Linked DNA regions of Mus musculus: all the other regions are linked to region 1. A link is a contact called in public Hi-C, HiChIP or PLAC-seq and promoter capture Hi-C data. All regions are on one chromosome and are shown on one strand. The core of a region is the stretch at or near the end of the contact, and the rest is flanking DNA. Distances in the headings are between cores, read along the strand shown. Region 1 holds the start of Reln (reelin). Region 2 overlaps Reln (reelin). Region 3 overlaps Reln (reelin). Region 4 overlaps Reln (reelin). Region 5 holds the start of Lhfpl3 (lipoma HMGIC fusion partner-like 3).

What was found. Promoter capture Hi-C pulls out the DNA fragments that hold promoters and counts their contacts. A called contact is a pair of places that touch in the nucleus more often than the background predicts. HiChIP or PLAC-seq counts read pairs in DNA pulled down with a chosen protein or histone mark.
Region 2: a contact with region 1 is called in a Hi-C map of cerebellum, with 4 times the contacts expected there. The contact joins the enhancer-like site here to the promoter of Reln in region 1. A contact is called at or near these places in 24 of 39 promoter capture datasets (the 3T3-L1 cell line, 3T3-L1-derived adipocytes, the C10 cell line and 14 more), 17 of 484 Hi-C or Micro-C datasets (the G1E-ER4 cell line, brain, cerebellar granule neurons and 9 more), 9 of 115 datasets of contacts at active chromatin or transcription factors (T-cell acute lymphoblastic leukemia, embryonic forebrain, embryonic hindbrain and 5 more) and 3 of 9 other capture datasets (embryonic stem cells, liver and pancreatic islet).
Region 3: a contact with region 1 is called in an H3K27ac HiChIP or PLAC-seq map of SST interneurons, with 3 times the contacts expected there. The contact joins the enhancer-like site here to the promoter of Reln in region 1. A contact is called at or near these places in 18 of 39 promoter capture datasets (the 3T3-L1 cell line, the C10 cell line, cranial neural crest and 8 more), 19 of 484 Hi-C or Micro-C datasets (the AtT-20 cell line, B cells, brain and 11 more), 6 of 115 datasets of contacts at active chromatin or transcription factors (SST interneurons, embryonic forebrain, embryonic stem cells and 3 more) and 1 of 9 other capture datasets (pancreatic islet).
Region 4: an H3K27ac HiChIP or PLAC-seq map of SST interneurons shows a contact between it and region 1, with 4 times the contacts expected there. The contact joins the enhancer-like site here to the promoter of Reln in region 1. A contact is called at or near these places in 7 of 39 promoter capture datasets (the C10 cell line, embryonic stem cells, frontonasal cranial neural crest and 3 more), 1 of 484 Hi-C or Micro-C datasets (cerebral cortex) and 4 of 115 datasets of contacts at active chromatin or transcription factors (SST interneurons, differentiating embryonic stem cells, embryonic forebrain and 1 more).
Region 5: a contact with region 1 is called in a promoter capture Hi-C map of embryonic stem cells, with 2.6 times the contacts expected there. The contact joins the promoter of Lhfpl3 here to the promoter of Reln in region 1. A contact is called at or near these places in 10 of 39 promoter capture datasets (the 3T3-L1 cell line, the C10 cell line, the HPC-7 cell line and 3 more), 4 of 484 Hi-C or Micro-C datasets (all in embryonic stem cells) and 3 of 115 datasets of contacts at active chromatin or transcription factors (all in embryonic stem cells).

Annotation. Positions count from the first base shown.
Region 1 is chr5:22,343,406-22,346,105 of GRCm38.p6, reverse strand. It overlaps Reln (reelin), which reads left to right and starts at 1,401. Exons shown (of 65, transcript NM_011261.2): 1 at 1,401-1,926. The coding sequence starts at 1,698.
Region 2 is chr5:21,932,458-21,935,157 of GRCm38.p6, reverse strand. It overlaps Reln (reelin), which reads left to right. Exons shown (of 65, transcript NM_011261.2): 47 at 2,318-2,458. Among named protein-coding and RNA genes, the nearest start is that of Slc26a5, 68 kb to the right of the region's middle. Within about 2 kb of position 1,302, at least 6 of the 459 cell types and tissues checked have an H3K27ac peak or open chromatin away from gene starts, as enhancers often do. A contact at or near this core is called in cerebellar granule neurons and cerebellum, where this site is marked.
Region 3 is chr5:21,979,318-21,982,017 of GRCm38.p6, reverse strand. Reln (reelin) reads left to right here. Exons shown (of 65, transcript NM_011261.2): 32 at 1,892-2,050; 33 at 2,253-2,441. Among named protein-coding and RNA genes, the nearest start is that of Slc26a5, 120 kb to the right of the region's middle. Within about 2 kb of position 1,272, at least 8 of the 459 cell types and tissues checked have an H3K27ac peak or open chromatin away from gene starts, as enhancers often do. A contact at or near this core is called in SST interneurons and cerebellum, where this site is marked.
Region 4 is chr5:22,046,412-22,049,111 of GRCm38.p6, reverse strand. It overlaps Reln (reelin), which reads left to right. Exons shown (of 65, transcript NM_011261.2): 15 at 266-394; 16 at 1,060-1,169. Among named protein-coding and RNA genes, the nearest start is that of Slc26a5, 180 kb to the right of the region's middle. Within about 2 kb of position 1,436, at least 3 of the 459 cell types and tissues checked have an H3K27ac peak or open chromatin away from gene starts, as enhancers often do. A contact at or near this core is called in SST interneurons, where this site is marked.
Region 5 is chr5:22,744,740-22,747,439 of GRCm38.p6, reverse strand. Lhfpl3 (lipoma HMGIC fusion partner-like 3) reads right to left here and starts at 1,386. Exons shown (of 3, transcript NM_029990.2): 1 at 815-1,386. The coding sequence starts at 1,247. It overlaps A930003O13Rik (RIKEN cDNA A930003O13 gene), which reads left to right and starts at 556. Exons shown (of 3, transcript NR_027362.1): 1 at 556-1,855.

The sequences.
Region 1 (2,700 bases), core at 152-2,651:
AGCTCGGGCTGTAGACAGTGGCAGGCCAGGCATCTTTAGAGTCAGCCTTCGTCTTACTTGGGGCAAGCTATTCTGATTTCTCCCCTGTGAAATGGGGGAAGTTTTGCTTCTTCCGGTGGTGGTGTTAGGATTACATTAGGCTAATGATCTACAAGCCTGTGCAGCCTGCATGGCACTTTGCTCTAGTGTAATATTAGTCGCGTGTATGAATATGTGTGCTGTTGAACTTTGGGAGGATTGGAAGTAATGGAGACCAACAGGCAGTTAGGTCCTTCCTATCTGCTGAAACTGTGAATGTGGCAGAAAAAAAAAAATCTTTTGCAATGAAATTACCACAGAGGTCTCCCTTTGGATCTTGCCTTCTGACGCCCTTCTCCCAAACTCAGGCAAAGACTACCATTTCTGACATTACAGTTTCCTGGTTTCTTTACAAGCAAGGCTTATTTTGGCTTGGTGCTGAGCCTGGAGAAATGCATTAAAACCTGGCAGCTCTGTTCTCCCGTCTCTGGGTGCCTCGGGGCTCCTGCCAGCGGTGCTCGGTTAAAAAACGTGCTTCTGGATGGTTTCACTTGCCCGCAGTCCTGCGTGAGATAGCTCATTAACGCCGGTTTCATTGCTGCTGCCAGCCACTCCTCTGCATGCCTTCCCCTCCCCCACCCCAGTGACAGTGGTCATGCATGACATGTAGAAGTAATAAACTCGGACCTAAAATTTACTACCCCCATCTCCGTCCGAGGAATCCCCTAGCAACGCGTAAATACAGAGTCCGGCGAAGCTCGCCTGTCGGGTCCCCTCACCACAATCCCCACGGCCGAGAAGCCCGACGATCTGGCCCCGCACCACTCCAGGTGGCAATCGCACCGTCACCCAATCTCCCTTTCAGCCTGGCTGCCACTGAAGACCCGGGCCGGGGCAGCGACGGGGCCGCGAGGCCTGACTGGAAAGGGCTCGCGCGCGCGGGGCACCGTCGCGGTTGGGGCCACTGACGGGAGGGTCCCCAGGACAAGCGCTGGCCGTGGGGACTGGGGGGCGGCGGGCCCCGAGGGGCGAGGGTTGCAGCCGGCGTAGACAAAGAACAGCGCGGTCCCCGCCGCCCTCGGCTTCCCCGCGCGTCCTCGCAGAACGGGCAGCCGTGAGCCCGGGGCTCCGGTTCCCCGGGGCAGCCCGTCGGTCTCTGGCCGCTCTCGTTCGCGCAGCGGCCGAGCAGCCCTGCCCTTCCGGGCGGAGCGGGCCGTGGGCGGGAGGCGCGCGTGTGCTCCGGGCACAGCCCGAGGTGCGGGCAAGCCCGAGGGGGCGGGGACGGGCGCGGGGGCGGGGGCGCGGCTGGGACACGTGTGGCGGCGGCGGGGGAGGGGGCGGCGCCCGGGGCTTTAAGAAGGTGCGGAGGGGGCGGGCACTTTCCCAAGCCCGGCCGAGGGGCGTCGCGTGCACACCGGCGGCGGCGGCGCTCGGAGGCGGACGACGCGCTCTCGGCGCCCGCGGCCCCGGTTCCCCCCGCGCTCTCGCTCCGGCGGCCCAAAGTAACTTCGGGAGCCTCGGTCTCCCGCTAACTTCCCCCCGCGGGCTCGGTTGCCCGGACCCGCTCGGCTCGAGCCCGCCGCCGGCTCGCCTTCCCCGCACGCGGCTCCTCCGTGCCGGTGCCTCCGAAAGTGGATGAGAGAGCGCGCGGGGCGCGCGGCGGCACGGAGCGCGGCGGCATGGAGCGCGGCTGCTGGGCGCCGCGGGCTCTCGTCCTGGCCGTGCTGCTGCTGCTGGCGACGCTGAGGGCGCGCGCGGCCACCGGCTACTACCCGCGCTTCTCGCCTTTCTTTTTCCTGTGCACCCACCACGGGGAGCTGGAAGGGGATGGGGAGCAGGGCGAGGTGCTCATTTCCCTGCACATTGCGGGCAACCCCACCTACTACGTACCGGGACAGGAATACCATGGTAGGTACCACCACGGCATCCCTACGGCGCCACGGTGGCCCGCGAGCGCATCTTTCCATCCTTTTCCTTCTTCCCAGGGGCCAGCCGGCCGGAGACCGGGACAACCTCCTACCTCAGCGGGGTGCGCTGCCTGGGGAGAGAGAACAAAGTTAGTGGAGAATGGAGTCCTGAGTTGGGATTTCAACTGTCCCCTAACACATAAACTGGTGCTTATGTGACAGGCCACACAAGCTTTTGGTACTGCTGTCCCCCACCCCTTCACTCCCTGCAGCTGCCGAACCTGCGCATCGTGTTTTCCTAACCCCAGTACTTAGATACCAGACTTTTGTCCTGTTCTGGGTCCTCCTTGGTGGGTCCCCAGGTGGCGCTGGGGTTGTCACTGGGTTTTGCCGGCCAGCTGCCGACAGATTGGAGCACTTTGGTCGGTGGCTGCCCATGCCGGCGGCCAGTTAAAAGTTCCCGCTGCTCTGCAGCCAGGAGTCCCTAGTGATCTGTCCTCAAGAAACAGAGCGGCTGTTTCCAACCCTTTATTCTTTTAAAGAGTCGTTTAAAATATCAGTGATTGATGATTTCTGTCATCCCCTTCATACTTTTAGCTTGGTGCTTGCTGTTGTTAGCATTGTCTGGGCGATGCTTACTAATCACTTGTATCTGCACAGCTTTAAGTCCCTGGCAGGACCTACAAGCTTCTCCCCACAAAGGCGATCCCTCTCCTAAGGGATCAGTATGCAATCCTTCATCGAGGTGAAACATTACTGCAAAGTTGAATTTTAG
Region 2 (2,700 bases), core at 53-2,552, 410 kb after region 1:
CTATGGAACTCGAGAGAGAGGCATAGACTGAAAGGGGGCCGTGCTGGAACTCTCCACAAAAGCCGTCACCTCCAGCAATTCATCTGGCTCTTGAATCTCCTGTGCAGCCTTTCTGTTCAGAGACTGCCCAGACTGTGACTGAACAAAACCAGTCATCAAAAAGCCACCACGGCTAGGCAGCCCGTGCCGCCTCTCTAGCCTTCTCCTACAACATCCATCAAACTGCTGTCCCTGCGCCACTCACCCCAGTTCCCCCCTCAGCACCTGCAAGATGCCTTCTATTTGCTCTTTCTGAGAATCTTTATTGCCGTCAACTTAATATTCTTTCAGTAGATGGTTATGAAATTCCATTTATAAGAGCCTCAGACAGTGAAATGATGAACAGAGAGAATAATTAACAAAAGAAACTGCTTTATAAAAAGGTGACAAGGGCTTTAGTAAACATGTGTGATATTGGGGAAGAGGGGAAGTTTACTACTTATTATTGATAAGCCCTGAGGACACAAAACAATATTCCTTGCACTTCAGAAAATTTGTAATAAAATCAAAAGACAGAATAAATGATGTGCAGGCTGGCTCCATCTCAGAATGGATGGTTAGGAGCTGTGAGAATGTGGTGCTCCACTGTGTTACAAGATGCTGCTATACAGAAACAGAATAGTAATAAATTCAGTCATTTATAAGAGCAGAGCCGCTGATGTTACAGCAGCGGTAGGGGCGGGCATCAATACAACATGGCTCCCTGTGCACACAGTGGCTCCTGAATATCAGCTCCCTGTCCCTGTAGAGCACCACTCAGAGTAGAGCCAAAAGGATCTGCCTGCCCCACATGCTGCCTTATGACTTAATGTGCCAGGAAGGAACTGTGTGGCCCTGAAACATATGCACACACATGCTAAACTGTATTAAACACCACAGAAGAGCAGATTGCCATGGGTCTGAATATTATGAGACAAATGCGATTTTTAAAAGGGTCAGAAAAAAAGTCTCTTTGAGGACTGACGTTTCCTGTGAGACCCTAAAGGACATGCAGCAAGGAGAGAGAGAGAGAGAGAGAGAGAGAGAGAGAGAGAGAGAACGCGAGCGTGCTCGTCTCCAGGGGAAAACACAAATGCAGAAAGGTGGGAATGAGTTTCATGTACTCTGGAAGCCTCAAGGAGCGAGTAGCAATCCTTAAGATGGCCAGAAGAAGGGAGCAGAGGAGAGGCCCCGCTCACCCACAGACCAAGGACAGCTTGGTGCTTAAACTCAATGCAATATGAAGTGAAAGATGTGAGCCGAGGAGACGCCTCTGCTGGGTGTGTGGGAGCTGGAGAGCAAGGGCTGTGAGAAGTCAGCTCCTGCCAAGATGCTCAGGACATGCACTGGACCGGGCTGTGTTCCAGAATGAAAATCTTAGTTCTAGGCTGTTCCTTTTTTGATTATTGGACAAATTTTATGTATGTATCTTCAATTAGAAAATGTAAGGCTGTTGCTGTTATTTCATCTCTTTCCCCTTCCTGAAACACATATCTCCCACTCAAAATATTAAGTCTTTTAGTATAAAATGTCCATGGCTCAGTAACCACAGTTGACTCTTCTACAAGTCTTGAATGTTTGCATGTGGGCTGGGTTTTGTTTGGGTCTTACTGCCATCTGGTGGCTGTGAAGATGTTTGTTTGTTTGTTTGTTTGTTTGCTGAACAGGATGCTTTCCAAACGGTGAAGGAGAGATGTTGCTGATTCTGGAATGGAGAACTTCTGGGTTACATGTATTTGTTTCCTACAATAAGCCAGGCTTTGTTACCCCCTCTCTTCTCCATATATAATTATCTAGGGTTTCAGTGATCTCTCTGTTTTACGTTTCTCCTGTCCCTGAGGCTTCCATTAGGAGATCTGCTCCTGGATGCAGAATGAGGCAGATGCAAGTGCCTGGGAGAGCAGGGAAGAACATGAAACCCAGCCACACTCTGTTCTAAGTTACAGGCAGAAGGGTTACAGCCGCTCAAGGACAGGCATCTTTCTCCCAGTTTACAGCCCTGATGTCTCCGTACAATGACTTCCTTGCAAAACCCAGACCTTTATTGTCCCCCTAAGGCTTCTGGTTTTAGGATTAGCCTATGATATAGTCTTCTTTTACAAGACCCAGCAAGATCCCGGGAGCAAAATCCATGCTGATTTATGTGTTTGGCTTAGTACTGTTAACCAGGGGTTTGCATGGACTGTTGCAATAATGAATGTTCTTTAGGAAATAGAACTGGGAATGTGTGCCTCTGTGTTGCCCTCTTCCAGCTTACTAGAATACATTTTCTTCATTGTAAATCTCTTCTTCTTCCAAGGTCTCAAGCCACTCGTTTCCGCTGGCATCAGCCAGCGCCTTTTGACAAGCAGCAGACCTGGGCAATAGATAATGTCTATATTGGGGATGGTTGCCTAGACATGTGCAGTGGCCACGGGAGATGCGTCCAGGGAAGCTGTGTGTAAGTCGGAATATTTCTACTGTCTAAATATCTTGGCTTATTCCATCCAGGGCCTTTCTAGAACTGGTTTTGTCGTCATTCCCCAAGTGATTAGCTTTTTCATTTTCCTGACACACAGTACTGAGCTAAGAGTTGAACTGACAGTCAGTGTAACTACTTTCCTTTAGTGATCAGCACCTGAGCAACAGCCACATTGTCAAGAGAAAGCTGAACTGTAATTGACAATATTCATTTTTCTTCTG
Region 3 (2,700 bases), core at 23-2,522, 360 kb after region 1:
GAGAGAAGCATCAATGAAGTTGTGAACATACTAAAACTACTGCAGATAGAGCACCTTTTCAGATGGTGCAGATGATCTGTATTTCCATGATGTTTCATTTGGAAAACTTCAGTCCCCCTTCTACAGTGGCCGCTCCTACTCATCTACCCTACCCCACCTCTTCTCTCCTTTCCCCTACCTCTCCCGTCTCCTTTCCATTTCTTCTCTGATGGAATATAAACTACATAAATTCAAATCAATAGCCACAGAAAATGAAATTTTTGAAGTGTCTACACTCTTCGACATCCAACATATTAGGACATATTTTGAATAAACACTGAGAACTACTGTGTAGTGCTTTTGCCAGACAGCACCCTGGGCAGACTCAGATGAAGGCTGGAACCCAGATTCGTTTCCTTCCTAAGGCTTCATGTGACTCTCGGCTCTCCTGCCGTGTGGCTGCCCCTCAGTCAGCAGCACCTCTAACTCTCCATCACTGTGGCTGGGTGCGGTCCAGCACACACCTGTTCTCTTCCTTCTCATTCTTTCTCTTCCTCTCAGAACTTGACAGATTCTGTTGTAAACATACAGGCTCTCTGAGAGTTCTAGCTTTTCATAGATTTGTCACTGTTCCTGGCACTGTTGCCTGTCAGGAGGAGCACCTGTAATGTCATGTACTGCCAATTGGCACTGAGCTACTTGCTCTTCAGCATAATATTTCTCAAAACTTTGTGCTAATTAAGTCTTTGTTATTTAATATTACAATGGATGGAGGCACTCTGGTTAGTCTATATATTTTTAAAGTCAAATATACCATATATGATTCATAATTTTTCAAGAGTTAAAATGTAATAAAAGATATAACAGATAAAACTTTATTGGGAATAATTTCTATAAATGCTTAAAAACTAGTGAATATTCAATACCAATTTACAAATAAGTATAGAATATGCCATTAGACAGATGCACTCTGCTTTCTCCCACAGATATATATTCATATATATACTCATATGTATATATACATATATAGATGGATATATCCATCTATATATAGGATATCTACATATATAGGACATCCATACACAGACACACACATATCCATATGTATATTTATGTATAATCCCATAACCTTACCCATAGCAGTTTTCTCCTTTGTTGATCATTAGCCTTCCCATTTGTCCCCTTTTAAATGACAACATTTCTAGAAGTAGCAGCAAGGGCGTGACATCCCTTGCACACAAATGTGCAGCTCCACAGATCTTGTCACCTTGTCACAGGGGTGGAGTTGAGGGAACAGATGGCTCAGGCACAAGGAGGGGTGGCACAGAGAATAGGAAAGAGAAGCGACATTGGAGAGACCTGAGTCTTGCTTTTTGGCTCTTGACTAATCTGGTCTTGTTCAGGTTTCACTAACCAAGGTCTGTCAGAGTATGAAGTATTGGTTAAAGGGTGCTCTGCCCAACAGACTTCCCGGCTAAGCACAACTCACTGCCTACTGCCTCAGCAGCAAGCAGCACACGCAGCTCCTCCCGTGCCAGAGAAATTAAGATATTTCTTAGGAGAATATAGTGATGACCTGAGACTTTGTGATGCTCAGGCTGGAGTCCACATTTCAAGTGCACGCACAGGAGCAGCTCCCTAACCAGCTCACTCATCACTCCTACAGAGCTGAGTGGTCTCTGAAGGAGCTTATGTAGTTCTTGTCTCCATTTACTGGGAGTGAGTGCATTAGAAACTGTCAGGAAATTGATGGGCCTTTGAGTCTACTAATTCATGCCTTGTAAGTTAGATGGATGAGTGTTCCCTCTCTGAGACACAGTCTGAAGTTGCTGCAGTTTTGCTGTTTAAAACAGACTGTTCCTTGCCTCTAAGAACGCTGTCTTAGTCATTGAATTTATGTCTTGTAACTCAGGGCTTGTTGTTCAGTATTCCAATGATAATGGGATACTTTGGCATTTGCTGAGAGAGTTGGATTTCATGTCATTCCTGGAGCCACAGATCATTTCCATTGACCTGCCCCGGGAAGCAAAGACACCTGCCACAGCTTTCCGGTGGTGGCAGCCGCAGCATGGTGAGTCACTGCTCTTTCCAACATTCCTGATGACTTTATTAAAAAAAAAAGATCACATAGCATCCATATCCAATGTGTAATATATAAGTGTGTTAATTTACTGTCAATTTCCAGACAATTTGATTTAAAATCATGGTCACGGAGATATTCCTATTGCTGTGTAATGAGCCTGCTCCAACTGCTGCTGTTCATTTGATTGCAGGGAAGCATTCGGCCCAGTGGGCTTTGGATGATGTCCTTATAGGAGTGAATGACAGCTCTCAAACTGGATTTCAAGATAAATTTGATGGCTCCATAGACTTGCAAGCCAACTGGTATCGAATCCAGGGAGGCCAAGTTGATATCGACTGCCTCTCTATGGACACTGCCCTTATATTCACTGAAAACATAGGTATATATTGCTGCCGTATAACAGAAAGATATTTGATTAACTGCAGGACTAAATTAACTAAAACTCAAAAGAAATTTTCTACTATAAAATTATGTGTTTAACTTCCTTTGCTGATGGAGGGTGCGGTGTGCATCGTCCTCCAAATGACCTGGGCACCTGGGCCTGACAGAACTTTGTTTCTTGGAACATGAGGAGGAGGAAGATGACTTACAGGCAGAGAAATGTGTCAGAGGACATTCCTGTATTTTGCATTTGCAGA
Region 4 (2,700 bases), core at 187-2,686, 300 kb after region 1:
TTCAAGAGCACAAACCCAGTTTACTGTGTATTGTCCTTCAGACATAGCTTTTATGGCAGTAATCCAATGGCTTGCCCTCTGAAGGCTGGTCAGGCTTCAGTGAGAGATGACACATTTAGTAAAGGTCTTAGAGGAATCCCACATTCATCGACTCATTCAAGGTATTTAGCTAGAAATAAAAAGAATCAAAAAAAATAAATTAAAAAAAAAAGAAACATTTGTTAACTTTGCTCCCTTTGTGTTGGACTTGTTCTGTTGTTATTAGCGTCAGCTTGGAGTTTTCTACTAACCATGGACGGTCCTGGTCCCTACTCCACACTGAGTGCTTGCCGGAGATCTGTGCAGGCCCCCACCTCCCCCACAGCACTGTCTACTCCTCAGAAAACTACAGCGGGTGAGTGAGCTTGCTCCAAGGCTCAGGGAAAGGACGGGGCCATGTTGTGGGATGAAAAACAGTGAGCGATTCTGAGACTAGAATTTTAAATAATAATTAGGTAACCTGACTTTTCCTTAAGAGTGATATTGTGAAAATAAATATACCCATATTTTTAGCTAAATCCTATGTATGACCACACTGTATGAGTCAGTAATTCTTTATGTATAATGCTTGTGTTTTAGATCCTATGTCCCATGGTTATTGTTTGTTTAAATAAGAATATGTATTGACAAAATACATACTTAAGCAAGAGTAGAAGAAAGATAACTTTTGAAATTAGACCTGGTTCAGACCTTACTCTGATGTGCACTGTGTGTAATGGTGGTCTGTCTAAATTTCCACATCAATTAAGGTACACTACACATGCTTTTGTGGACTAGTATAAAATTCAAGATGACTCTGTAAAATTTTTTCCAGCTTACAAAATCAGCACTAGCTACATAGTAAAATATTTACAAGGCCAACAAAATGTAAGCTACAGGCCCCACAGGTAAATGTAAATACTTCACTAATTTCAGTGTTAATTGCAAACACACAGAAGAGGGAACCTAGCACACATGTAAAGCTAATCCAGAAGACAGGAACGTAGTTGTGAAGCTGATTCCATGCTAAATTTCTTGCAGGTGGAACCGAATCACGATTCCTCTCCCTAATGCAGCACTCACCCGAGACACCAGGATTCGCTGGAGACAAACAGGCCCAATCCTGGGAAATATGTGGGCAATTGATAATGGTTAGTGTCTGCGCCCAGCACAATCACGGGCCATTGATGTAGGCTTTTCCGGTGTTTTGTCAGTCCACACAGACTTAATCACATTTCTAAGTCATGGTCTTGAGATTCATTAAACACCCTTTCTTCCTTTTCTCCTTTGCATTCCGTCAGAAGCCCAGGGATGCACAATCAGAAAAAAAAATAGGCTGTGTAGTCAGCAATATTAGATGCTGAGATGTCTCAACATACATAATTTTAAAATGCTTAAATCCCTAAAATTCAAATTCGCAGTTGATGACAAGGGGTAGCCTGACGTTTTCTTGAATTTTTATGCAGAATTACCATAAGTACCATACTGCATGTATTAAAATGAGACTCAGACTTCTGAGTAATTTCCACAACATCTGGGATGCTTATGTTCCAGTTGCAGACATTACACAGAGCGGGGAAACATCATCTCTAAGATGCTAGTGAAACCTCCTCCCTGTTCACAGAAAATGGCGTGGAAGGAATATGTGGCTATCCATAGAAACTGTTGACTGCATTGTTGATCATTTCTGCATAATTTAAAGACCAGCTTCTGTGTCGGACAGTGTACACTTTAATGTACAATAATAAGATATCTTTCGATGTTAAGTTACATGGTTTTTACATTGTTATTAAACACCAATTGTGTTTGTTTGTTTGTTCTATATTAATTTCTGGATAGATTTATAGGACATGTGCAAATTTGACCGAAAGTTTATACAAGAAGTGGGAGGGTTCTGTAGAGGAGACAATAAGAATAGATGGAAGGACAAAATGTCAGTACTTAAGCAACTTTAACCTACCCTCTGTCTTGGTTTGTCCTATTTAATAAAACCATACTATAATGCCGATTTTCCACGTATTAATCTTCTCTTTCTGTCTTTGAATAATTTAAATCCTGAGAACCTAATTGCATAAAGTTCTTAAATTTTGAAGACCTCTTCAGGCAAGATAATTTACCCATATGCCAATATGAAGTCTATGTTGAATATTTAAAAAAAAAAAAAAGAAGAAGAAGAAGGCCCATGATACTAAACCTAGTGTATAAACTAAACTAACTAAGGTTTAATTTGTTAAAATAAAATTTCTCCACTGGTAGAAAATTTGCATAGCATTTTAATTACCACAGCTGCTAATGGGCTCCAGGGCGTGTGCCCACCACGCAGTAGGATATGAATGGATTTTGCCAGTGTCCTTCTTTTTAAAAGTTCATAGTGAATCTTTTTTACTTTTAATAATCACAAAAGAAGTTTAAAAATTAGCAATAAAATGAAGTACAAGTATGAGGAAATTAAAAGAATAATGAAATACACACACACACACACACACACACACACACATATATATATGCCTATGAAAAGGTCTTCTCAGTTTCCTAAAGGAAGCACTTAGAGCACTGTTTGGGATCAAGGAGTCTATGACACACTATTGACCACGGGTCATGTTTTCAGTCTTGAGGGAAGAGCTGAAGACCCAGAGAGTGCACGTACTCAGTGCTGGCTACACAACTCGAGGCACAATCTCT
Region 5 (2,700 bases), core at 137-2,636, 400 kb before region 1:
TGAAGCCAGTTTTCTCCTCGCCTGCTTTCCTAACACCCCTTCCCCAAAATGAGGTCTTGAGAAATCCCCATTCTCCCAAGACGTCTCTGCCTGTTTAGAGATGAAATGGAAGGACCTTGGCTGACAAGGAGACGCTGGAGGTGTGGCATCGAGGAACTGCTAAGGAACACTCTACGCTACATTTTTTTTTTTCTTTTTAAGAAAACCGGGGGAGGGAGGGGTGCCTAAACAAAATTAGGATTTACTCATCACCAGATGGATGATAAAATATTTATGGTTGCCAAAGACAAATTTACACGCCCCCCCCCCTTCCTCCCAACACTCACACACCCTGAAGCAAAGGCGGAAATAATCCAGGGAAGGGCAGAACAGGTTGGCTTGCTCTAAATCCTCTTTTCACCCGCTTGTACCAGACTCCCCTAGTCCCCAGCTCACGCACATAAACACACACACACACACACACACACACACACACACACACACACACACGGAGCCCAGCCTCTAAGTGGCCACTTCTCCGCCCCACTACCCCATCATTAGTTCTGAGCGGACTCTGCCCAACAACTGCTCAGCCTCCAAGGCGTCCCTATGGGTGGCGTCCCTAGCATCCAAGAGGTTCGGAAACGCCTGGGGACCTGGCGCCAGTGCCAAGGTTGAGGAACCTGGGGGTTCCTCCTTCCACGCCTTCAACCTGAGAGAGGATTAAGTTGTCCCGGACTGGCAGAGCTCAGGAAGCGGTCCCTCCCACTCCAGCCTCTCTGGAGCTCGGACACCCAGGGGTCCCCTGCCTCCGTGGAGGTGAGCGCGCACTCACCGGAGGTGAGCTGCATCCAAGCACAGATCTTGTACACGGTGGCTGTGTTGCAGAAGAAGAAGAGGGTAAAGCAAACGATGCAGGCGATGATGAGCATCATGGAGAGGCCGATGAAGAAGGAGGCGGCTTTGAAGGCGCCCGAGGGCAGCGTGGAGAAGTCCGTGAAGCTACCCCTGCAGGTCAGCTCCCGGGAGAAGCCGTTGCCGATGCAGTAGTGGAAGAGCCCGAAATAGCCGGCTTGCGGGGTGTCCACGCCGTCGCCGATCCAGTAGGGCTGGATGAAGCACACCACATTGACGATGGCAAAGCAGATGGTGAAGATGGCCCACAGCACGCCGATGGCCCGCGAGTTCCGCACATAGTTGGTGTGGTACAGCTTGGCAGCCTCCTGAGCCGGGAGCATCGCGGCGGCGGCGGCGGCGGCTCCGGGCATTCTCCCCCTCCTCCTCCTCCTCCCGGTCCTCCGCCTCCCCCCGCCTCTCGGCGCGCAGGAGACACACTCGCCGAGCGAGCGGCGTGCGTTGCAATTCCCCTGCCTCCGCCTCAGCCCAGCAGCACCAGTTCTAGAGTCTGCACCCTCGCTCCCGGAAGGAGGGAGGGGGAGCGTGGAGCACCCCTCCGGCTCGCCAGGCACAGCCTCCCGCCCCCCTCTTCCCTCCCTCCTGGACCCGGCTCCAGCCCTGCTTTGCACCCTCCACTCCTCTGCTCGTTGCTGCAGCTGCTGCAGCTGAAGCCTGCGAGCCCTCACGCCCCCTTACTCTTCATCTCGCCTTTGACCCTCTTTCCTGTAGGCTCTGCTGGTGCCCCAGGTCACAGAGGATCGCGGCTACCAGGAGATGCTTCTTAAGTGCCAGGAGCAAGAGAAGCAGACGTGGAGTTATAAGAGCGCGCCCAGAGGAATCCTAGAGGCACTCCCTGGATCCTGGAGGATGTGCTGCTGGCCAAGAGGCTGATCCTGAGCTTTTCATCACCGCACAGGAACGTGCTTTGACCTCTGCATCTCTGCAGGGAAAAAAAGAGGCAGCCTTATGGCAGGTGTAGGTGAGAAAGGAAGAGAGATGTGGTTCCCGGGGAGGTATCCCTGTTAAAACCACAGAATTGCCCCAAGCTAACTCTTAGGTGACCTCAGGTTGGCAGATGGAGACAGGAGAAGTTGGGCAGAAGTCTGTCACACAATAATGTAGAAGTCACGCCTGGAGGGTGATCCTCTATTGTTTCTCGTCCCACTTTTCCACTATGCAACCAAATGAACTATGGCAAATGGAAACCCCAAGCTTCGCTTGAAGTCAAACCTTTTCTCTCCCACGCGGCTTGCAATAGATGGGGCCTGCATGCACAGAAGTAGTTATCACAGAATTTTAGAGTTTGTTTGAAAACATCGGATAATTTGGCAGGTGTTTCATTTATTGCACAAATACTCATTGGCAGCTAGCATGTGCTAAAGATAAAGAGGGATAAAGATAAATGGGATGAGTGCCTTAACAGTGGAAGTATTTCCACCTCTCCCACAACCAAAAGCTCCAGTTAACCCGAGAATTGGTTTTAGTGTAATTTCCCCGGATCGTCTGCAAACAATCTCTTGCACAATTAATGTGTACTTTACACTGTCCCCTTCTCTCATTTACTTTCTCCATTCTTGATACTGCCCTTTTTTACAGCCCTTTCAAAATGAGTTGCTCATTGCTATCTCTATTTTTTTTTTCCTGTGGTCGGTTACTATCTGGTTCCTTCTGAACCGTATAGCAAACCGACAATGCTCAATTGCAGGAATAGATTTTGGTACAAATAATCTTAAACTCCACAATGTAATGCTGCATTCTTTGAGCAGATGAAAGAATGCGCCCATAGACTCATCCAGAAGTCTGTACTATGTAAATTACCCTTCA